Regions from separate parts of the Ovis aries genome. Here region 2 is linked to region 1. Evidence: chromatin contacts called from public Hi-C data. All regions are on one chromosome and are shown on one strand. Each heading gives the region's core, a stretch centred on a gene start, on an enhancer-like site or on the middle of the called end of the contact. The rest is flanking DNA. Distances are from core to core; before and after follow the strand shown.

The links. Hi-C and Micro-C count contacts between places; a contact is called where the count stands out from the background.
Region 2: a contact with region 1 is called in a Hi-C map of hypothalamus, with 4 times the contacts expected there. The contact joins two enhancer-like sites. A contact is called at or near these places in 7 of 16 Hi-C or Micro-C datasets (blood, hypothalamus, liver and 3 more).

Annotation. Positions count from the first base shown.
Region 1 is chr3:80,087,054-80,094,327 of ARS-UI_Ramb_v3.0, reverse strand. The region is part of intron 1 of PPM1B (protein phosphatase, Mg2+/Mn2+ dependent 1B); the gene reads left to right. Among named protein-coding and RNA genes, the nearest start is that of SLC3A1, 54 kb to the right of the region's middle. Within about 2 kb of position 4,062, at least 7 of the 54 cell types and tissues checked have an H3K27ac peak or open chromatin away from gene starts, as enhancers often do. A contact at or near this core is called in hypothalamus, where this site is marked.
Region 2 is chr3:80,229,928-80,237,201 of ARS-UI_Ramb_v3.0, reverse strand. No RefSeq gene overlaps it. Among named protein-coding and RNA genes, the nearest start is that of LRPPRC, 72 kb to the left of the region's middle. Within about 2 kb of position 2,676, at least 31 of the 54 cell types and tissues checked have an H3K27ac peak or open chromatin away from gene starts, as enhancers often do. A contact at or near this core is called in hypothalamus, where this site is marked.

The DNA of each region.
Region 1 (7,274 bases), core at 2,813-5,312:
CATAGGATGGGAAGAGACACCTTCAAAAAGAGAAAATAAAAGGGCTGGTGTTTCCAGCTTTTTTCTTGATGGTATCTCTAAGTACTCTGCTGTTCATTCGTTTGTTTGTTTTTAAAGCATGTTCTATCGTTTTTGCTTCTCTGGATGAGTTAAGTACAGAAATACTGATGGTTGTCAGTGATCAAGTAGTAAGTTGTTCTAAAATTGTCTATCTCCTTGGACTCTATGTGGAGAAATTGTGACGTGCGGCTTTTTGAGACAAAAGCAAGCATGTTTTTTTTTCGCCTAACTGGGAACTGAAAACAGTGTTTTCCCCGATTATTTAAAACAAAAAGTTTGTTTATTGAAAACAAGGCCAGACAATATAGGATGTACATGTATATTTTAAGGTGATACAGAAGATGTAAAGGAACACTTGAAAATTTTGCCACTGACCTAAGTGGGCTATTGTCTTAGTTGTGGTATTTATTTTTTTCATCTTTTTTGCCTGCCTTGAATGTGTATATTTTTATAAAAAGGAATTCATTATACTTGTTATTCTGCAGTCTGCTTTTTAATTCAAAGGTATATTGTAGAGAGATCTCCATGTCTGTATCTATCGATCAAAATCATTTTTCATGGTTGTGTAGCAGAATGACACGTAGTTTTGAGGGGATAGCCAGAAATCTATTATGTCTATAATTTAGAGTAAGGAGAGAAGTTTGTATTCTGGATAAACAGCACAGTCTCTTTCCTATAAAGGATATTAGTTTTCAGGAATTCGGACCCAACCATTTTGAATGGAGTTTAAATCATTCTGGTGGTGTATCTTCCTCTGATGGTTTTTATTGGTTTAAAGTGATTAAATATTTCTGTTGATGGTGTTAAACGATTCTAGGCAGAATCTCAGAATCTTAGAAATGACAAATAATAGTGAAGAGGGACAAGGGGTTGGAACGCCACATCTCTATTGAATTTAGTTGAATGAAGTTGACCATCTAGTGCCTTTGAATGAAGTTACATTTATATTGAAATCAATTTTGAGATGCCTAGCTAGCTCTTTTGTGTTGAAATGGAATAGAGGTGAATTTTTTGAATCACCACATGCGACTTATGGAATTAAAGCTCTTACCCATTCCTGTTTTTCTGACTCCATAATACTGTCCTTCCACTACTTTATATTGTAAAGCCACCAGTTAGCAATATTTAAAACACTAGGATTAAAATAGAACCTATGATTGCTTTCAATTTAGTCTGAAAGATTGAATCTAAATTTTAAAATCCATGGAAGGTGTGTTGGCCAGTGCTTGCCCTGAGCAAATTGCTCAGTAGGTATTAGCTGATTTTTTGTGTGTGGGTGGTGGAATAAATTTTAAAACATTTTTTAAAATTAATTTTTTATTGGAGTATAGTTGATTTACAGTGTTGTGTTAGTTTCTGTTGTACAACAAAGTGAATCTAGTGACCTGTTTTATATATAGTAGTGTGTATATAGAGAAGGCGATAGCACCCTACTCCAGTACTCTTGCCTGGAGAATCCCATGGACGGAGGAGCCTGCTGCGCTGCAGTCCATGGGGTCGAGAAGAGTCAGACATGACTGAGCGACTTCACTTTCACTTTTCACTTTCATGCATTGGAGAAGGAAATGGCAATCCACTCCAGTGTTCTTGCCTGGAGAATCCCAGGGATGGGGGAGCCTGGTGGGCTGCCGTCTATGGGGTTGCATAGAGTTGGACATGACTGAAGTGACTTAGTAGCAGCAGCAGCAGTGTGTACATGTCAATCCCAGTCTCCCAGTTTATCCCTCCCCCCTTCCTTTAACAAGCTCTAAGTTTGTTTTCTACATCTGTGGCTCAATTTCTGTTTTGTGAATAGATTCATTTGTACTTTTTTTTTTTTTTTTTTTTAGATTCCACATGTAAGCAATCATTGATATGTCTTTCTGTCTGACTGACTGCACTTAGTATGAAATAAGTATACTCTAGGTCCAGGTGTTAGCTGCTTTAGGAGAAAGTGTGAATGGAGTAGGTTGAATTTTTAACTAGATGCTTTTAAGATTTTTTTTTTCTGATACTAGATTTAAGTTAAGTGTTGGGAATTTCTTGATGATCCACTGGTTATGACTTGGTATTTTCATTGTCGGGGCCTGGGTTTGATTCCTGGTCAGGGAACTTAAGATCCTGCAAGCCTTGGGGCTCAGCTAACACGTTAAACATTTGTCATTCCCTAATAGTTTACAAGGATTTTTATATGTTAACTCACGAAATGTTGGGATATTATGATAACCATCATAATCACAATAGTATCAATAAATTTCTTTTTATGAGCCAGATGCTATTTTAAGCACTTTTTACACATTTTAATTTATTTAATTTTCACAACAACCGTAACAGGTAGCTAGAATTATTGTTGTTATTGATGGTCATTTATCAGAATTGCTATTCAGCAGTATGAAGCTACAAGAGTTGGATGATTCTGGTCAGGTATTACCCTATTCAGATAATTAACTCTAGGGGGAAATGGTCCCTAAGGAAGCAGCTTTTCCATTTTATTGCCAGTGCTAGTAGCATTTCTGGTATTTATGCTAATTTCCAGGTGCATAGAATGAAAGTGAAAGTGTCAGTCTTTCAGTTGTGTCTGACTCTTTGTGACACGTGGACTGTGGCCCACCAGGCTCCTCTGTCTATGGGATTCTCCAGGTAAAGAATACTGGAGTGGGTTGCCATTCTCTTTTCCAGGGAATCTTCCCAACCCAGGGATCAAACCCAGGTCTCCTACATTGAAGGCAGATTGTTTACTGTCTGAGCCACCAGGGAAGCCCGTGGAATAGAATATGTAATAGCTGTTTGCATGGCCTTTAAGAACTTTATAGATCACATTCATTTTATTTATCCTCATAGTAACCTTCTGAGGGGAACAAAGTAAAAATTTGTATTTCCAATTTGTAAGTAAGGAAATGGAGGTTTGTCATAAAAGACTTTTTTAAAAAAGAGAAGCTATAAGTCAGATATTTGAGTTTTGAAGCAGAGTCTAGAATTTAAGCTTTCTGAGTTAAGTTTTGCATGTATGTTACCAAAGTTTCCCACTAGATTTGATGAAAAAAATTTTTCCAAGGGAAACTTTTAAGACCTTCCTTTCCTTTTTTCAGTAATTACAAAATTAAAAAAAATTTAAACAAAATGATATTTGAAGTGAAGTTATTAATCTTTATGTCTCTTTGTCAGTCTCATTAACTTTAGGTAGCCACTGTTTACAGTTAGCTGTATATTCTTCCAAATAATTCTCTGTGTTTATTCATAAAAATAGAAGTGTGAAAAGTAGGATCATGTATACATGTTACTCTGCTAGCTCTTTGTTTTTCTTAATCATAAAAGTCAATATTTGTTCAAGTTTTTAAAAAATATAATTTTATTTCCTGTAATCAATCTATATACCACCTGTTAGAAGCTTATTTATTTTAAAGCATGAGATATAATGCCTGATAATTGGATTATGTTGAGGGGAAATTAATAACATTTTCCAAAGGCAATATCAATCTAAATCACTGATAAAACGTGGAAAAATGTACTGCTGTACCCCTTAGAATAGTTGTTTAACCCTAAACTCAGGAGCTTTTTGATTACAGTTTTCAGAAAATATAATCATAAATAATGCAAAAGTAGACATAGATAGTATTAGAGTGGAGTGTGGCTGGGTTTTTTGAAGTATGGAAGATAAGGATGTAAAAATACAGTATATGTAATGTAGAAATTGCGAAACTTTGTTGATGTCTGAATATCTCAGTAAGTTTTTTTGTAGTGCTACTTAACCATATTAATATCTAACAGTATAAGTATTAAGTGGTTAGATCCAAACTTAAATGAGTATACAAGTAATATTTAACAAAATATTACACATACATGGAAAAACATTTATTCCATTCTTTTAAAAACGATAGTTACATAGTATGATACGTGTGCACCTGGTGGACATGGCACAACTTCTCAAGCCTTGGAATCATTGGATAGTGCCACCCTTGGAGGACTTGACTTTAATCACAGTAACTCCTAGAACCTCTGCTTTGGGAAAAGAGAATGTCACTGAGAGGACTATAGCGCTATCTAATGTTAAAAGTGTGAACTACCTCAAACTAGTTTGGAGTGTTCACAGATACTGAATATTGCTATGTCCTTCCCTGCCTCATTTAGAATATCTCTGAGGACATTTGGCATCCTGGGGCTTTTTGGTACCCTGTTTAGAACCGCAGTTTCAGTATTAGAACATAGGCTCTTTGGAAACAGACAGCTTGGTTTTGAGTTGTGCTCTGCTGCTTGGTGCAAAGCATGGGTTTCTTCATTTTATAAAATAGAGATAGTAATATCTTCTTCATGGAGTTGCTGAGACTATAGCTTTTGGCAAGTGCATGAACAGTATCTGGTTTACAGTCCTCAATAAATTTTAGTTCTGTTGATGACAGTTATGAAACGAAGAGGTAAATTTGTGCAAAGGGAAATATAGTTTCAAGAGAAGGGAATGGTGGGAGAATTGAGTGTTTCAGAAAGGAAGTAATGATAGCCTTCATCTTTCATGGGTAAGTGGAAATTTGGGCTATTCCTTAAAATTGGCTGTTTTGAGCGCTGTGTAAATGTAATAACTACAGTGAGTGGCAGATTTTAAAAAATTGGTTTAAAGAATTACAACTTTGTAGTGTAAGATTCTGTTCACAGCCCATTTCATATGCTGTGTTCAGGACTTGATCCAGAAGGCTTCAGAAGCATGCAACATTCAGCTTTAAAACTAACAGCATCAGATTATTTTCTGATTAATTGTAGATACTTACGGCAGTGCCACTGGTTAGTTTGATCTGTTGTTCAGTCACTTAGTCATGTCTGTTCTTTGCAGCTCTGTGAACTGCAGCACGCCAAGCTTTTGACCCATAACTATCTATTATCTAGTTCTGATTTCTTTAAGTGCTGCTGCTGTGCTGTTGTCAAAATTAAAAAATGAGAAGATGCTGAAGTCATCAGTTTTTAAACATCTGGCTGATTGCTTTACTTGTTCAAGTTGATTTTTGCATATTTCATTTGTGGACTTTACAAAAAAATATATACTGAATATGCAAGGATGATTTATCTCTAGAAAACTAAAGAGTCATAAAGGGAACGCTCTTTTTCAATTGCTATATAAATTGTTATAAATTAATATGTAAAAATTAATGAAATACACCCATACTTTGTATTTAGGGGAAGATCATCTTTATGTATGGAGAAGGCAATGGCACCCCACTCCAGTACTCTTGCCTGAAAAATTCCATGGACGGAGGAGCCTGGCAGGCTGCAGTCCATGGGGTCGCGAAGAGTCGAACACGACTGAGTGACTTCACTTTCATTTTTCACTTTCATACATTGGAGGAAGAAATGGCAACCCACTCCAGTGTTCTTGCCTGGAGAATCCCAGGGACTGGGGAGCCTGGTGGGCTGCTGTCTGTGGGGTCACACAGAGTCGGACACGGCTGAAGCGACTTAGCATCAGCAGTAGTGTCTTTATGTAGAAATAGAATTACCATCGTTGAAATCACACATGCTGAGATGTTTATGTAAATTATTTTCTTTAAATATCTTCAGGTTCTTAAACTTTTTGAAATTATCTTTTAGTTAATTTTCCAAATAATAGGATGTATGTTTTATAACTTATAAAAATCTAATGGAAATTATATATATATGATAGATTAAGAATGGGTAAACAATGCTCATACTGTTATTAACAAAATAGAGAATAGAAGAAACTGGATTTCTAAAAATGTAAGGTGTTAATTCTGTTTATTCATAAAATTGCTTTAAAAAGTCATTGGTATTCATGTGATGCTTGATTCTTGAATATCTATGGTATAAAGAGTTTTCCTGACCTGAATTTACATGGTAAAACCCGATTCCTATTCCTATGGGATGTATTGCTGTTTGGAATTGTAGGGTGTATATGTGGGATATGTGTATGTATATCTTCATATATATGTGTGTGTGTGTGTGTGCATGATGATATATATATTCATATAGCCAATGTAGTTGTTGTTGTTGTTGTTGTTGTTTTGCCACACCACATGGCATGTGGATCTTAGTTTTCCAACCAGGGATCGAATCCGTATCCCCTGCATTGGAAGCACAGAATCTTAACCACTGGACCATCTGGAAGTGTCCGCCAGTGTATACTAGGTCATTATGAAAGTTTTGGTGGGTTTCATTAAGTAATAAAATTCATCTGGGCCAGTTGGAAATCCTGATTCTTTTTTCCCCCCAGATATTAAGAATTGAATGATATATTCATGATGATTCTTTCTATTAAAGCATAAGAATTTTTACAGAGAATTACTGTTTTCGAAGTCTTCTTAAGACTCAACCTATACTGCCTTCAAACTTTGCTGCATTGAGGTTTAGCAGTTTTTCAAGGCCTGCCTGTGTTTGACTGTGTCATGTGGGTCCCCAGAAGGTGGCAAGTCTTAACCAAAGAGCGCTCACCCAGATTCTGGCCACGATGACTGCAAAGAGCAGCATGGGTGTGTTGTTGGCTCTCTTCACTTGGGTTGGCAAATCCCACCTCCATTGACTTAATGTTTTAGAGAGGTAAATAGAAAAAAAAAAAAGTTAAAAGAAGATCACTATTCTAAGAACAGTTTCATTCGGTTTTAAGAAACTCAGTAAAAGTAATATACCTTTAAGAAACTGTTTTAACTTTATTGCTTATAGTCTTGTGGTAATAGAGTAGTGTATATCCCATGTTTCCTTTTTGATACAGATCTTTTGTGATGGTGTGATTAAAAAGGCAGCAGTAAAATTTGTCCTTCAATTAGTAGTTTTAGCTGCTCTCTCCAAATCCTGACACTGTCTGATGTCATTTCTTCAGAAGTTATTTCATCTGACTATACTATGATACTATACCCTCAGAACAGTTTCCAGTTTAACTTTTTTCTCTGCTTGTTTAGTTTAGTGTCTTGGGTATCCTAGTGATCCACAGTTTTCATCCATGTCAATTTAGTAGAGTTTCAGTAGCATTGCTCCAATGCAGATTAATTAGCTAGGGGGAAAAATGCATATTTTCTTTGGGAGGATGCATTTTGGGCTTAAGTCGCTTTCGGAATATGCAGTGTTGAGTGGGAAACAAAGTTTTTAGAAGATTTAATATGTATGAAGATATCTTCATTTCTCAAGTAGTACAGTAGACAGATAAGAGGAGGTGCATAGATTCAGAAATCATAAAATAATTACGATCTACCACACCTAAGAGTCCTTGTTTCTTCAGGGTGTGCTTCAAATAGTTGTTT
Region 2 (7,274 bases), core at 1,427-3,926, 140 kb before region 1:
CTGCTTCTAAAACCTCTTTCTTCATCCCCTTTTTCCATCTTCGGGGCCTCATTCCTGGTCAGTGTACTCATTACGTTTCAACTGGACTGTATCCTAACTCATCTCTTCGGCTTCAATCCAATTTTTCTCCTTTAATCCGTCCTTTGCCAAATTCCACACTGCTGGCCAAAGATTTTTCAAAAACTCTGATCTAACCCTATCAGGCACTGCACACAGGATTCAAAGTCCAAGCTGCTCAGTAATTTAAAGGCATCTGGTTGTTGGTTCCTGCTGACCTTCCAAATCCCAATACTGACCAAATCAGGACTAGAAACCCAGCTTCTTCTCCACCTATCATGCTGCCTTCTCCAAGAATCTCTTCTTGTTTTCATTCCATAGGTCATAATTTAAACAAACAAACAAACAAACAAACAAACCATTTTATTCTGAATTGGAAACTTTTTCTATTTAATGTCAACCACCCAGAGAATGGGAATAAGATTTCCATTTTAAATATAGCAGTGCTCATGCCCAGTCACATCTGACTCTTTGCGACCCCATGGGCTGTAGCCAGACTCCTCTGTCCTTGGGATTTTCCAGGCAAGAATAGTGGAGTGGGTTGCCATGCCCTCCTCCAGGGGAACATCCCGACCCAGAGATGGAACCTGAGTCTCCTGCCTCTCCTGCACTACAGGCAGATTCTTTACTGCTGAGCCACTGGGGAAGCCCAAACACAGCAGTAACTGGGGCCTTGATAAAAAAAAAAAATGGTATCTGAGAAAAGTCTGATAAAAGTGAGTATATAAGCCATATGAAATGCAGAGGAAAGTTTTTTTTTTTATTAGAGTATAGTTGCTGTACAATGTTCTGTTAGTTTCTTCTGTACAGCAAAGTGAGTCAGCCACACGCATACATACAATCCCCTCTTCCTTGGATTTCCTTTCCATTAAGGTCACCACAGAGCATTGAGTCGAGTTCCCTGTGCTATACAGTAGGTTCTCACTGGTTATCCATTTTATACACTATTATGTATATAACAGTCTCTCAGTCCATCCCACCCACCCCCTTGGTAGCCAGATGTCTGTTTTCTACGTCCAGAAGGTGATACTTGCGCAGGTTAAGTCCTTGCCTTCTGGCACAGGGAGTTTTATGGAAAGCCCACCATGAGACAGACAAAACAACATAACGTCACAAGTAGACAAGACGTGCACAAGGGGATTGTGTCCCTTGTCCATCATGAACACCTAATGTAGCAAATGAAAGGCAAAGAGCTAGTTACAGAAGTGAATGAAAAGGAAATTAAGCTATTAGAATATACTGAATTCATGCTGGAAACCACCACTACTGCGTAAGGATGATTTTGGTCATCCTCACTTTGTAATTCTCCCAGGATAAGAGTGTGTCTCCAGTGAACAGACAATGACTCACTGGTTAAATTCTGGTGCGGATCAGTTTACGAGAGCAGAGTTTATCCCCCTCCCCCTCCCCCAGGTGATGTTGGACTTGCCTTATAGTGAAATATTAGCTGGCAGGACACAGAGGCGCAAGTGTGTTTGTCTGTTCTGACTTGGCCTCCTGAACTGGCCACCCTATGCCAGGAGAGGAGCCTGCCTCAAGTAGATGTTGTCCTTTCATCCTGGGTCCAGATATTCCATCAAGTGGAGCAGACCTGCCTTAGACCCTGAGGCTGGAGTCCAGCCTAGCTCAGCCAGCCCAGATGAGCCCACCTGGGATCAGACCAAGGCTGACCTGCAGACCTATGAACAAGAAAAATAAATGTATGTTGGTTCTACACACATTTGAGGTGGTTTGGTGGTGGTGGTGTAGTTGCCAAGTTGTGTCTGACTCTTGCGACCTCATGGACTGTAACCTGCCAGGCTCCTCTGTCCATGGGATTTACCAGGCAAGAATACTGGAGTGGGTTATCATTTCCTTCTCCAGGGGATCTTCCCCACCCAGGGATCAAACTGACGTCTCCGGAACTGCAAATGAATTTTTACCGCTGAACCACCAAGGAAGCCCACAGCATAGCAAAACCCAAGTAGGCCAAAAGCAAAGCGGGTTTGGTTTTGTTTTTGTATCAAGTTAAAAATCAACCCTGGAACTTCTCTGTCGATCCAAGGAAGACTTCGCCTCCCAATGCAGTGGTGTGCAGGTTCGATCCCTGGTAGGGGAGCTAAGATCCCAACATGCTTTGCCTAGCTGAAAAGGCAAAATACAAAACAGAAGCAATGTTGTAACAGATTCAACAAAGAATTTGAAACCAACCAACTCTTCGTTTTCCTTTTGTGGATCATCCACAGAAGGCAAATAATAAGGCCACGGCTGACCTCCTCCTAGCCCCCAGCACATTTCTAGGGCATCTCCCAGCATGCGAGTTGCATAATGTGAAAGCGCGGCAGCCTCATTCTCACATTAGCCTCAGAGAAAGTAAATTAGGACTGTTACCCTGCTCCTGCATCCCTCCCCCACTTAAGTCGCGGTGATGCTCAAACTAAACCAGAAAATCCAGCCCTTTGTTATCAGAAGGCACAGGCCTCTGCCTCTCCTTTCAGAAACGAGGGTGTGTGTGGCGGGGGTGGGGGGGGGGGGTGGTGTGTGGGGGGTGGTGTTTTCAAGGGTCTCCAGCGTTGGAGATCCTGTCCCCAACAGCTCTTAGCCATAATTTTCCGAGTTCATGATGCCTGCGTCCTTTTATGAAAGGAATGTTCCCAGGAGGAAGCCAGCAGGGTCAACGCCACAACGTCCTACGGCCTGGATTACACAGACCTCGTTTTCCTTCACCTGAAGTTACGGAGAAGTTTCTTTCCGGTCTTTTTTTAGGCCTCTCTGTGTTTTCCCTCCCCTGCCCGCGTCTCCCTTGCTCGCTCGGCTTTTCTTCGGTTTCTTCCCCAGCGCCCGAGGACCTCGTCACCGCAGCTCAGAACCTCCGCGCCATTTCGGACGCTGTCCTCCAGGTGGCAGTAGAGAGCCGCTCACTGCCCAGCAGCTTACGTCACCTTGTTTACTCGGCTCCCGGTCATTTTTAGATCTAAGATCACAGGACGTTAATTGGGCCAATGATTTCCCATTCGTTTTGGCAAAAGGCCCTTCTTGTGGGCGTAGGGACAAGGATGATGTCCTTCTTGACAGTGAGATTTTTGCTGCGGGGAGTATTTATTTGTAAACACTCGGCACTTCATCTTTAGAACATAGGAAAGCAGCGCAGCACGTGGGTCTGTGCTATGGGCTTGTTTCTGGGTCACTGTAGTTTTGGAGCCGAACAAGGGTGATGTTAACTAGGGACAGAGTCGAGGCATCGCCAGAGCCAGCTGAGAGCCCTCAGAGTCTGCCTTTTTACTTCCCTTTCCTCCTTATAAAATAACTCAGCAGGAAAGCATTTGGACTTTGGAACTTGGAGAAATAAGGAAAACGGCTGATTTGGGCAGTCTGGATCCTGATACATAGTGGGGAGACGCCTTGAAGCTCAGGGAGGGGTTGGGAGGGTCCTACTCCAGTGGCCCTCACCCTGAAATTGCATCTGAATGTCTCATCGTTATAAATCACACATTTCACAGCCTGAAATTTTTCATCCCATAAAAAGCACCATTTATTATTCCTTGTTTATGATTCTGCTACCCAGGTACTGGTCAGGAAGGGTGAAGAACAGGGGAGCTGAATGGCCTAGCTCACTCTCCTGTCCGAGTTCTGTGCAGGTTTTGCTTCAGAAGCCCTAGGATTTCTGCTCTTTTGTTACCAGCTTTGGTGGGTAGAGGATGGAAGGAGCTGAGAGTTTGTGACTGTTTAAGAAGTAAAATAAACAGAATTCCTTAATCCCTTACAAGAGGAGGGTGGACACATTTTATGCTAAGGGAAAGAAAGCAAATCTATAGATTAATGTTAAAAATAAATGAGCCTCCAAATTTAAGTGTCTTTTTTTCCCAGTCCACCTCCCATCTGACCCTTTTACATGCTCCTGCTGCGGCTACATAAGAACCAGCTGCCAGAGAGGGCAAAGTCCCTCTCCCTCAAGCAATGTGCAATCCAGCAGAGTAATCACGCTGGCCTGGAGAAATAGATGGCTTTCATGAAGGCAGGAAGGGAAGGAAAATACACTTCGATTCCAGTCAATGACCGTTTCTTGAGCTGTGTCAACAACTCAGGCAACATAGGTTATAAAGACGTGAAAAGATATGGTTCCTGCCACTGTAGAAAACTTTTGTCTAGTAAAGTTTACAGTCATCGGGAGTTTTTGTTTGTTTCTTTCTTTTTGAAAGCACATAATGAAAGAAGGGTTGAAAGAGACTGAACAACAGAAAGGGAGAATGCCAGGTAAATGACTTGGAAAAGCATTCCTCCACTTTGGCATCTCCTTAAGAGTGGTGCTTCCCTCGTGGCTCAGACAGTAAAGAATCTGCCTGCAATGCAGGAGATTTGCGTTCTATCCCTAGTTTGGGAAGATCCCTTGGAGAAGGGAATGACCAGCCACTCCAGTATCCTTGCCCAGAGAATTCCATGGACAGAGGAACCTGCAGTCCATGGAATTGCAAAGAGTCAGACCTGACTTACCAACTGAACAACAACAACAACATCTTGAGGATACTAATGCATAGAGAGATAAAGTACTGAGTTGGCCAAAAAGGTCATTTGGGTTTTTCCATTAGATGGTACAGGAAAACCCAAAAGAACTTTTTGGCCAATGCAACAATTTGCCCAGAGTCATGAAGTCAGTCAGCTGGCCCTTGAACCCAGGCAGCATTACTCCAGATCCATTTTCTCTACCATCTCCCTAGTGTGCTAGAAACTTGTTTGCCCTTTTAGGTCACCTTCCACCGTTCTCCACCCTGCTCGGTGCTGCAGACCCTATCAATTAGCTCCCTTACCCTTAGGATTCTGGTTGGGATGAGCCAGTGGGTATCCCAGCATGAGAGCAGAGGGAGGGGGAAGCACCACCAGTGGCTGTGTCCTCCGATGATTGGTCAGAGCTCTGGTCAGGTGGCTGTGTCCTCCGATGATTGGTCAGAGCTCTGGTCAGGTGGCTGTGTCCTCCGATGATTGGTCAGAGCTCTAGTCAGGTGGCTGTGTCCTCCAATGATTGGTCAGAGCTCTAGTCAGGTGGCTGTGTCCTCCGATGATTGGTCAGAGCTCTGGTCATGTGGCTGTGTCCTCCGATGATTGGTCAGAGCTCTGGTCAGGTGGCTCCAAGCACAGGGGGCACTTTCTCCAGCTTCTGGTGACGGTACCTCTCCTCCCCACTTCAGGCCTAGGGGTAGTCAAGTGGCTGTTACTTTTTGCGCTACCACTGTGGTTTCCCTACATCCTGCCCACACCTTTGTAAATAGTCCCTTTATTCAGCTCTCCTCAAATTACCCGATTTGAGTTGCCATCTGTTTCCTGCCCAGGTCTGGCCTGATATAAATAGGAAGGCAGGAAAGCAACCACTCAGAGGACCCCATTCTTTGGTGCGCAGCATTCCTCAGGGTATAGGATAGTTGCAGATGAATCAAGATGACCTGTCGTTATTTTTTTAAGATGAGCTGTCTTTTGAAGGACTTAAATGTTTGAGTATGTGTGTGTGTATGTCCAAACACTGCAGAGGGAGGTTACCCCCCAAAAGTTAGGGTCTCTTGAGTCAAAACAGGTCACAGGTGGTTATTTTGGTTTAAGGAATTCTAGGCCTTCTGGGAGAAGAGCTAAAGGGAGGAAGGAGAATGGGGGGAAAGTTAAGGGGGAGGGCTCCCATTGCCACATTGCTTGGGTTCAAGTCCCAGCTCCTCCTCTTACCAGATGTGTGACCTCTGGCAGATCATTTAACATTTCCATACCTCAGTTTCCCTGTGTATAAGTTGGATTGGTAATATTAAGGAACTGGATAATTGTAGTATCTGGCCCACTTTAAGGGTTATATTGGTGTGTGTGTGTGTGTGTGTGTGTGTGTGTGTGTGTGTGTGTGCGCGCATGCGCTAAGTCGCTTCAGTTGTGTCTGACTCTATGCGACCCTATGGACTGTAGCCCACCAGGCTCCTCTGTCCATAGACTTTTCTAGGCAAGAATACTGGAGTGGGTTGCATTTCCTCCTCCAGGGGATCTTTCTGACCCAGGGATCATACCCATGTTTCTCACATCTCCTGCACGGGCAAGCAGGTTCTTTACCACTAGCACCACCTGGGCAGCCCATATATTTAACTGTTAGTTGCTCAGTCATGTTCAACACTTTGTGACTCCATGGACTGTAGCCAGCCAGGGTCCTCTATCTATGAGATTTCCCAGGCAAGCGTACTGGAGTGGGTAGCCATTCCCTTCTCTAGGAGATCTTTCCAACCCAAGGATCAAACCCAGGTCTCCTGCATCACAGGCAGAGTTCTTTACTATCTGAGCCACCAGGAAGCTCAAAAATAACATTTTTGACCTTTGAGAAATGCGGGGCAAATTCATCTGCCCCAGCCCTTGAGGATGCTGCCCTGGGAAATCAGGAAGTGAGCTGTGAAGCAATTGCCACGGTTTGGATCCTGGGAGCAGTATGGAATGCAAAAGGAGGCAAAGAGCATGGAATCCTTTCAGTCTCTTGGCTCTGTCCAGGATTCGGCTGCTACTTAAGGGCACATGCAGCAGATGGCCATCAGAAGACCCGAGTAAATAAAGTGACTAGAAAGATCTCACTCTGAGAGAATGAAAGACTGCTTTCTTCTCTCCTTCCTTCCTAGAGTCTTCCCTTCTGTAAATATCACTTCTTTCTCCTGCATCACCAATTTCTCTGTCTCTAAAGGACTGCTCCCATCAACATGTAAAGATGCTCTAATATCTCCTATCTGAAACTCTCCTTTGATTTCATATCTGATTCCATTTCTCTGATCCCATTTACAGCAAAACTTCAAAGAGTTGTCTGTTGATACTGCTTCCCCTCCTCTTCTGTCTTCAGCACAATCCATTGGCATTTCTCTCTCCCTCCCACTTCTCCCAGACTCCTCTCATGGGCATCCAGTTAGCTCCACTTCAGATAATGGCCACCTTTCTGTTGCTCTTGGCCCCTAAGCCACATTTGGCCCAGTGGGATGACACGCTTCATGTCAACATATCTTCCTGCCTTGGCTTTCACAGGTCTCCCCTGGATCTCCTCTTTCCTCTTCAAACTTGTTAGCATGCCATGGTTGCAAGAGTGCTGCCTGAGAGCCCTCAAGGTGTGTGGTATACAGGGATTAACTCATTTATTGGCTCTTCACAATGCCTCGGGTGAAGAAACATCCATCTTCAGTAACCATTAGATCAATCCAATCACCACAGTTGGTTGTTTCAGGCAGATTTTATTCCTAAAGCTG